Regions from separate parts of the Bicyclus anynana genome. Here region 1 is linked to region 2. The links are chromatin contacts, called in public Hi-C maps. All regions are on one chromosome and are shown on one strand. Each heading gives the region's core, a stretch centred on a gene start, on an enhancer-like site or on the middle of the called end of the contact. The rest is flanking DNA. Distances are from core to core; before and after follow the strand shown.

What was found. Hi-C and Micro-C count contacts between places; a contact is called where the count stands out from the background.
Region 1: a Hi-C map of whole body shows a contact between it and region 2, with 4 times the contacts expected there. The contact joins the promoter of LOC112058363 here to the promoter of LOC112058353 in region 2. A contact is called at or near these places in 2 of 2 Hi-C or Micro-C datasets (whole body and whole larva).

Annotation. Positions count from the first base shown.
Region 1 is chr21:8,072,268-8,076,907 of ilBicAnyn1.1, forward strand. LOC112058363 reads left to right here and starts at 2,190. Exons shown (of 3, transcript XM_024099134.2): 1 at 2,190-4,640. The coding sequence starts at 2,397. It overlaps LOC112058362 (chromosome-associated kinesin KIF4), which reads right to left and starts at 1,444. Exons shown (of 20, transcript XM_024099133.2): 1 at 541-1,444; 2 at 73-475. The coding sequence starts at 310.
Region 2 is chr21:7,822,444-7,826,594 of ilBicAnyn1.1, forward strand. LOC112058353 (kelch-like protein 10) reads left to right here and starts at 2,449. Exons shown (of 5, transcript XM_024099120.2): 1 at 2,449-4,151. LOC112058351 (DNA repair protein RAD51 homolog 1) reads right to left here and starts at 594. Exons shown (of 7, transcript XM_024099116.2): 1 at 408-594. The coding sequence starts at 494.

The DNA.
Region 1 (4,640 bases), core at 940-3,439, 250 kb after region 2:
AGGCTATATTTTATCCCTGTGTTCTCACAGGGCGTCGGCTAGTTATAGATAAGTCAAATCAGTAATACCTACCTTGAAATAGTTTGCCAATAAGTCCTTTAACTGCTGTATCATAGAACTCCTGTTGAGTGATGTGTTGTGCGAACACATAGTTGAATGTGAAGCAGAGATCCTTTATTTGCACTTGAGGCTCCCCGGGCACCACTTCTATACACTCGTCACAACCTCTGTCAGTCTCATTCCGCATCAGTGGCCTGATCCTCAGAGCCACCTGCACTGTGTCTATGCACTTCGAATCAGAGTCTGACATTGTGTAAAATATAGTCCTTGGCTAAACTAATCCAATCTCAGTCCACACCAGCTAAACTATTTTACATGTTCCATTGATGGCCGATAGTCAGACAACGTCAGACTTATTTCAATTTTTTAATTTTTAATATCTTTGCATCTAGCCAGTGCCGACAGCTTTCTAAAACTAATTCATCATCATATAATTAACATTTATTTTTTAGTAAATACGACCGTAGAAACATTACTTACTAAAGTGTGATTCTGATTGCACGTTGTAACGAACCCTGTAATTCCGTATACTTTAAAGTGGTAACACAGTAAAGTAAGCACAAAGTACAAGCTAATTAGCGCTAATTCATTATATTTTAATTTTACTTATCACTCTTTTTGCCTGTTTATAACGAAAAAACAATCATGATTCAAGAAATTTAAAAGTCAATTTTTAAAAGTAAACGGCTCGAGCGTAAGCTGAAAAACCACAGACTAGAGGTGAGGCGTATATACTGGAGCAGGTCTTAACACTAGGTTTGTTGGAAGACGTATGGCGTACGAGTACGGAGCAGGGACTTATACACGTATTAAGCGTATTTAGAAGTACCGAGTACCGAGGAGCGCAAGACGTCAACAGAGTGCGAGTCCAATACTCGCAAATACTCTAACGGTCCAACCAATGCGGGACGTGTTCAGAGACGCGTTCGATTAGTAATGTGTGAGTGAGAGACTTCTATCAATGCCGAAAGAAAATAGACTTTGTTGTCTAGACATAAGACCGGTTTTTCAACGCAATAAACACTTCATACTCCAACAGACAAAACATCGCGAGACGCGTTCCCGGACGCGTTCGTTTAAGAATGTGTGAGTGACGTCCCATTGCCGATGAAAAATTGTCTTTACTTTATCAAACATAAGACCGATTTTTTAACGCAGTATACACTTAATACTCTTAATACTCCAATATTTGGAGTCCCTGATTTTAATCCTTATTTTAAAAACATAATGTTTATTTGTTTTAGTATGATTATTTATCCGCTAAAGTAACAAGTTAATGTAACCCGACAGTATCATGAGGTAATATTAAAAGAAATAACTAAATAATAAAATTAAATTGAAATTTTGAAATTAATGACTGAAATATTTTTGTTTGCAATTTTTTTTCTTTTTTTTGTGCATTACAAAAACCAAAAATAGTTGAAGAAACCAATTGAAAAAAACAAAATAAAAAGACAAAAATGATTTTCTGTTACCCGGGATCGAACTCAGGATTCAATTTTTTTGTACCGTGCGTACATACCACTAGTCCAAATGACTACGTAAAACTCGTTTGAAATTAATGTACGCTCAGTATCAGATAATATGACGTAAAATCGCTGGCCACTGAGTATTTAGGAGTACGTATCTATTCTATAGGTCCTAATGGCTCGTACTTCTAAATACTCGTGGAGCTAGTCTTTGGAGCGCGTCTCTCGGCGTACTCGTACTCGTAACACTCAGTACGCGTTTTAGCACAAACGGCTAAAAAGTTTTAGCGAGTACGACTCACCTCTACCACAGACCACAAATGAAGCTGAAAAACAACGGTTTAATTTTTTTCAAGGGGCAACTTTAAATGTTGCCCTGCCCCATCGTTAATCGTAGACAGAGAAAACGTGACCAGCAAACTTTTTAAAATATTGGGGCGTTATGGAGGGATTTGGAGTATCAAACATTATTACTACTACTCCCTACTTCAACGTTACGTTTTGGTATTGTTTAACGTGCAGCACATAATAATTATTTAGATTATTGAGGCTTAAATTAGCTAGTACTCAGAGCCGTAAAAATAAAACAATATTGTCTATTGTTTTGTTTAATTTATAACCTGTGGAAGTTATTTTTGGTTTGTTTTGTCTTTGTCATTTGTCTTGTCATTGTCATTTGTCAAACGAAAAAAAACGAGCGAAAATAATCTAAATTTTAGAAAAGCAAGCAACTTTTATTAATATACAAAACTTGATTCCTGTAAGTCTAAACATAGTATTAAGTGAAATAATCAGCATAAATGGTTATTCTCGCAATCATTTTCGTGTGCTAATCTGAAATGTAATACAGTAAACGTAGTCTGCGCCATGCCATCCAAAACAAGAAGCGCTAGAGCTACAAAGGCTTCGAAAGAAAACATAAGTGTAGTAAGAACAACTAAAGCGTCTAAAGTGACGGGTAAAGCTTTGAAAGCGAGAAAACCTTTAGCGGATAAAACGAATTCGGCGTCCGATGATAATGCTTCACTTTCAGAAAAACTTACAAATCCTGTAGGAAGTGTGACTAATAAGAAAATAAAAGATGTTTGCGAGGACTATACGGCAAGACCGCGTCGCGCTCGATGTCTACCAACTCGGTATAAGGATAATAGTACCTTAGTGAATCTATCAAACAGTTTAATTTCATCACCAACTAAAGTAGAATCTCCAGGATTTCAAATTTCTGAACCACTAACAAAGTCTAAAGTTGGCAACAAACCAGTAACGCAGAATCCAGCATGTAAAGCGACAGTTTTAGCTAAAAAGAAAACATCACCAGTGAAAAAGGTAAACTTGTTAACACTAACTAAAAGTCCTGTTAAAACTCTCGATTGTAGCTTAGTGAACAACAGGCCAAAGAGAATTTGTCGGCTCCCAACCAAATATGAAGACCACTCAGTTAGCCCTAACAAGTATGTACCATTACAACCTATTAATGCTAGTACCCCTTTAGCAACTAAGACCAAGAAGATAAACAAAGAAAATGGTGAAGATTCTTTAAATGTTTCACCAGTATTGCACAAGAAAGCTCCTAGACAAAGAGCTCTGAAAAACAATGAAATACAAAAGATTATTGCTGATCCTAACAATAATGCCAAAAAGAACAAAGATAAGAAATCACCAAATACATCAGTTAGCACACCTGACAAAATATTTAAAGCAAGGGCTTCAGAAAAAGCCACAAACAAAAACACATCTATAAGATTATTGGATGATAAGAATAGGCGAAAAAGAGACTCAAGTAAACTTGATGTATATGAATTCACTTTTGATCCTGATGAAGAACCTCGTCCAGCTAAGAAAAAGAAGAAGCAGGCTCCAAGGAAACCTAAACCTAAAACTGGGAAAACTAAACCTCAGACTGTTACTATAAAGACTAATTATGACAAGAATCTAGCTAAAGCTCTGGCTGCATTGAAAAATGTTGTCTCATCAAAATCTAATACTGACACAGTCAAACAAAATCAAGAAGTAGCAACGACTGTTAAAGAAAATGTTAAGAATGTTGTTAACAATCTCATAACAAAATCACCTGTCCACATTAATAATTTCAGTTCAGTTGCAGATCACAGTGAGGCTGCAGAAAAAAATTATAATTCAGTCAGAGTAGAAGACATTGCTCGTGATTTTCAAATTATGGAAGATGATCATTCTTTTGATTATTCACCTGTTAACTCACCATGCCGACCAAAAACACCTGTGAATGAAAATAATTGTAATACCAATAAAGACCAGAGCAACATTGCTGATCCTCTTAACTTACGTGAAGATGTAAGTTTCTTTGATGAAGTTCCTGTAGCCTGTAGCAGTATGAATGTATCTGTGAGACATCCTCAGGCTAGTCCTTGGAGGGCAGAGTTTGGTAGTTTACCTATCAAGTGGCAGGTCAACACATATGTCAAATCGAATATGACACCAGCATTTGAAAGCTCATTTATTAATTTCAATGATGACAATAGTAAGAAAAAGCATGTGTACACAAACATGGTGCCAGAAGTAAATGATCCATTACCTCAAGTAGATAATACCTCCAATTTGAAACAGACAAGTATTATATCCTTCATTAAAGAAGTTGTTGAGAGAAATGCAAATAAAAAGAACAAAAAATCAACTCCTGTTAAAACTAATTCTCTATTTGAAGATTTAAGGAGCACATCTATTGTACATAAGACTCCTAATAAAGAAACTCCATTGAAAGATAATGATGTTCAAATAACTCCACATTCAAATGAATACCAGAATAATGCTAGTGATGTATCAAGCGAAAAAGAACCATCAACTAATAAAGAAAACAGTATAGAAACTATTAAAACACCAAATGGAAATAAAAATGCAAATAGAAATAATACATATTTTGGTTTCGATGATACAGAAGACCAGGAAAATGTTTTACCAATCAAGATTAACAGCAAAGCTAAGTCATTAAGGTCACGCACAAGAGGCATTCTTCAAGAAATAAACACACTTAAAGGTCCAACTAGAGCAATTTCACCAGTTGCTGCCAAGTCAAAGCCTAGATATAGAAATGAAATTAAGCATGCAACAGAACCTCCAGTATTCCCTCAAGTTGCA
Region 2 (4,151 bases), core at 1,199-3,698:
AACACAAATTTGTGCATGTTTGCGCTATGTGGAGTGGAGTAGCTAATTTCGGATAACTATTTACGGTTTACGGTGATTTTATAGGAACGTTAGTCATTACATAATATCTAATATGAAAATATATCGTTGCCTGCAGTACATTATGGTTGTTTTCTCAATGCTAAATAGCTAAATACGTAAAAATCAAAATCCAACAGTTGTAACCAATCCAATAGAACTAAAGCAAATAGACAGAAGACAGAACAGTAGAAATTAAAACGTTACACGAAGTTGAACAGTACATATTTAATATAAAATTATAAATTTATATATAACAATTCAAACATTTAGCGCCAAGAGATTATTATTAATGTCTAAACTAGACTAAATAATGTGCAGCGCGGGAATAGGCAACACAAGATTTTTACTTCTAATTTTGTAATTAACTGGGGTCCACATTCTTCTAGGTCCTCGTCAACGGTTACGGTTGCAGCTGATGCTGTAGCAGCAGTCATTTGTTTGTTAATTATTACAACCCGAACACAAAAGATTCAAAATAAATTATCGCGAAAACATGAAAGACTGCACCTCAGCACTATTTTTTTTTTTAACTAGCCATAGAGTAAAGAATAGAGCACACTCACAGATTATTAAATACTACGACCCTTAGATATATAAACTACGACCACACTGCACAGATCAAAGAGTATAATAAGTTTATGGGAAAAAAGAGCCCACTTGAAGATTTTTGAAGTTTTTTTGTGTTTGAAGCGCCAACTGCAGTTTGGAACAGTTTACTTAAATAAGTTAGTAAACTCTATTCAAAATCCGAGTTCCAGAAACCATAACAAATATGGCGTCAGATCAACTGTCACTGTTTGTCACTGTAGCCATAGTGAAGTGAAACATGAATTGATTATTAGTGTATGAACGATTGAATGAATAATCAACCAACTGCTGCAAATACTAACCGTTTCAATTATGTTATAAATTACCTTGAGACGTTGTAAACAGCATGTAAATTATAGATCTTTGAATACGGATCTTTATTTATTTTCTTTATGCCGTTTTTAACCAGTCAGGACATTGAACAGTATACTAGATCGAATATAATGAATTATAATGTTAATATTCTAGAGTATTAGGATCTATAGTGTTTTTCAGATAGCATGGGTACGGTGACAGTTCGTTTAACTTTCGCCGCGATTCACGATAGTATGTATTATGATCATTTTATGGCAACTGTCACCGTACCCATGCTATCTAAAAAACACTTTAAGCAACTTTTGATAGTTCTACGTTCTTCCACATGAGTGACTCAGTCACTTGTTAAACATTTGACAGATCAATGTCATTGCATCTTTATTTGCTGCAAGGCCGCCATCTTGTTGTGTTGTCAAATGTCCGTGAAGAAAAGCAAATCGTCAATCCAGGTAGTAGTCCAGTCCAATCGTAGAGCAAACAGAAATTCAATAAACAAGCCAAAATCCAAATAATAAATAAAGGGCACCAGAAAACATCCGAAACGTACAACATCAAGAGAAGCAGCGAAACGAATGATGATTTTGAAATACTTATTAAACTCTTTGATTTTGACGCTTGGCGCTTGACGGTGTTACCAACTTTTGAAAATATTTTCAAGGAGATGGTATTTTTAGGACAGTTATATGTATTAAATATCATTATAATAAAAAAATACGAGGATTTTATCAAAAATTAAATTATTGCCTACTTGAATCATGAATGAACAATCATGAAAATATTAATTAATCCGCCGGTATTACACTTAAGAGCATTGCATTTTTGGAGAGAATAAATATTATTATCACCAAATTAAAAGTGAATTCGAAATTTTAATGCCTGTTCAATCTTTAATTAACCACTGTATTTATTAATATACAAGTAAAGCTTTGTCAATTGCATTATATTTTTTTAGCGTTTAACATATTGTATAGTTTTAAGACCAATTAGAGTCTGACTAATGAAAGTAAAGACTGAAATCGCTCGCCATTTTTCTTAAATAATATTGAAAATTACTGATGCGACGGTTCGTGTCGTACTGACTCGAATGACAGAATGTATCCATTTTTTATTTCGTATTTGTTGCAGCTACGACAACGTCATGTTCCGTACGTTCCATCTGTATAATATTCATTAATCTGTGTATTAATAGTAAAAAATAGAAGGCTAATTTATTTTGTTTTATTTCATTACAAGACCACATTAAAAAATATTTGATTTTATAATCGATTTTGATGGTTCCTATCATTCACTCTATGGTTCATTATTAATTTCAAGCCCTAGTACATCTGTCAATTTTGTATGTCAAACTTGTCAAAGGTATTCAGTTAGTTATTCGTCTGTGACTTCATTTACGGCATGTTTTAGTGTTTCGTTAAAATATTACTTTAAACTACTAATTTTGAGTTACTTTTATGTATAATATAAACTTCAAATGATTCACTTTAATAAATAAGACCTTTATGAGTGATTATTATATGCAACAGTGAAAATTTCGTTTTCAAAGTTAAAGTTCGTATATGGGGTTTTTTGTTTACCCTTTTGGAACTCGGATTTTGAATGGATATTAAATATTTTTGTCGGTTTTTCTACAATGTGTCCCTAAGCGACACAAAAGAGTAGAAAATGAATGACGGCGGCGGGCGCTTTAATCACCTTTATTGTCGTTCTTCTTGTACATATATATGTGTACAAGATGTACTGTCTGTGGCGTAACCCTGTGTTCTGTCATCCACTTAGGACCGCAACTACCTTGATACTTGATAATAATTAAATAATAGATCTTTGTGATAATGTGATGCTGCCACTCAGATTATTAGTTCCATTCATTTTTATTAACTTCTACAGTCTCTTTTATGTCGCACTACATAAATTGAATCATGGAATTCATCATTAACAACCCATACTCTTGCTAGCGGGTTAGCTAATAGTCCGCCATGCTGGCCCAATGTTGATTGACAGACTTCACACAGGTAAATAATAATTAAGATAGAATTATCTTCTTATCTTCTGGTTTCCTTACGATGTTTTTCCTTCACTGTTTGAGACACGTGATATTTCATTTTAATGCAAATAACTGAAAAGTTGAAGGTGCATGCCCCGGACCGGATTCGAACCTACGCCCTCCGAATCGAAAGCAGATGTCATATCCACTGGCATATCGCGGCTCTATTTCATAGAATTACGCTATTCGCTTAGACCATTAATAACTGGACGTGGTTCGCTAACCGTTACCCCTCTGGCAAAGATCAAAAATCTATGATCTAATGCGTTTATAAAAACTGTTGCTAAAGAATCGATGTTTCATTGTTGTAATCGTCGTGTAAGGAGCTCCCTAAAAATGCCGGTTTGGCATAAAAAAGGTCAAAAACTTGTAGTTTAGTAAAATATGGAGTAATGTTTCATTTGAAAGTATTTAAACCTTAATTTTATCAAATTTTTAATAAAAATAATTTATAAAAAGAATCGATTCTTTTGACGAAACAGCCAAACATCGATGAGTAATCGAATATTCTATGTATTTAATCTGTGGATAGTCTAAGCAATGTCACAGTAAATATGCAAGCAGTAGTTTGACAGAACAACAACAACAGAAACAGATACACTAACAGAACAACAGAAACAGATGATACACTAACAATATACTAACATAAAAAAAAATTAAAACTGTTACTCTTATTTATTGAAAAACTTGTTTAATGTAATAATGTAAGGAATAATAAAGGCTTTGAAATTGAGAAAAACATAAGGGATTAAAGGCTAACATAATCTACGGAACCCTACACTGCGCGTGGCCCGACACGCACTTGACCGCTTTTTTAATATTTGGTCACGTAGTGTGGAGGTAATACCTAGATGGCATCACCAAAATAAACATATGAATACGACCTATCCTTCAAGGTCATTGATTATTATCAGCCTTATTTTAATCTACCAATCAAAAAACAACACGCATTTTATTGATCACTTCCTATTTTACTACAATTTACAAAATATTTTATTTGTTTACATAAAAAAAGTATATTTACAATCACAAAACTAAATAGAAATACAAAGTTGGCAAATGTAATTAAAATGCTGGAGCCAGGCAGCCCTATCACATGTTTACGTACCGCGCGCTGTAAGTATTTATTTCAAAAATACGGCCGAGT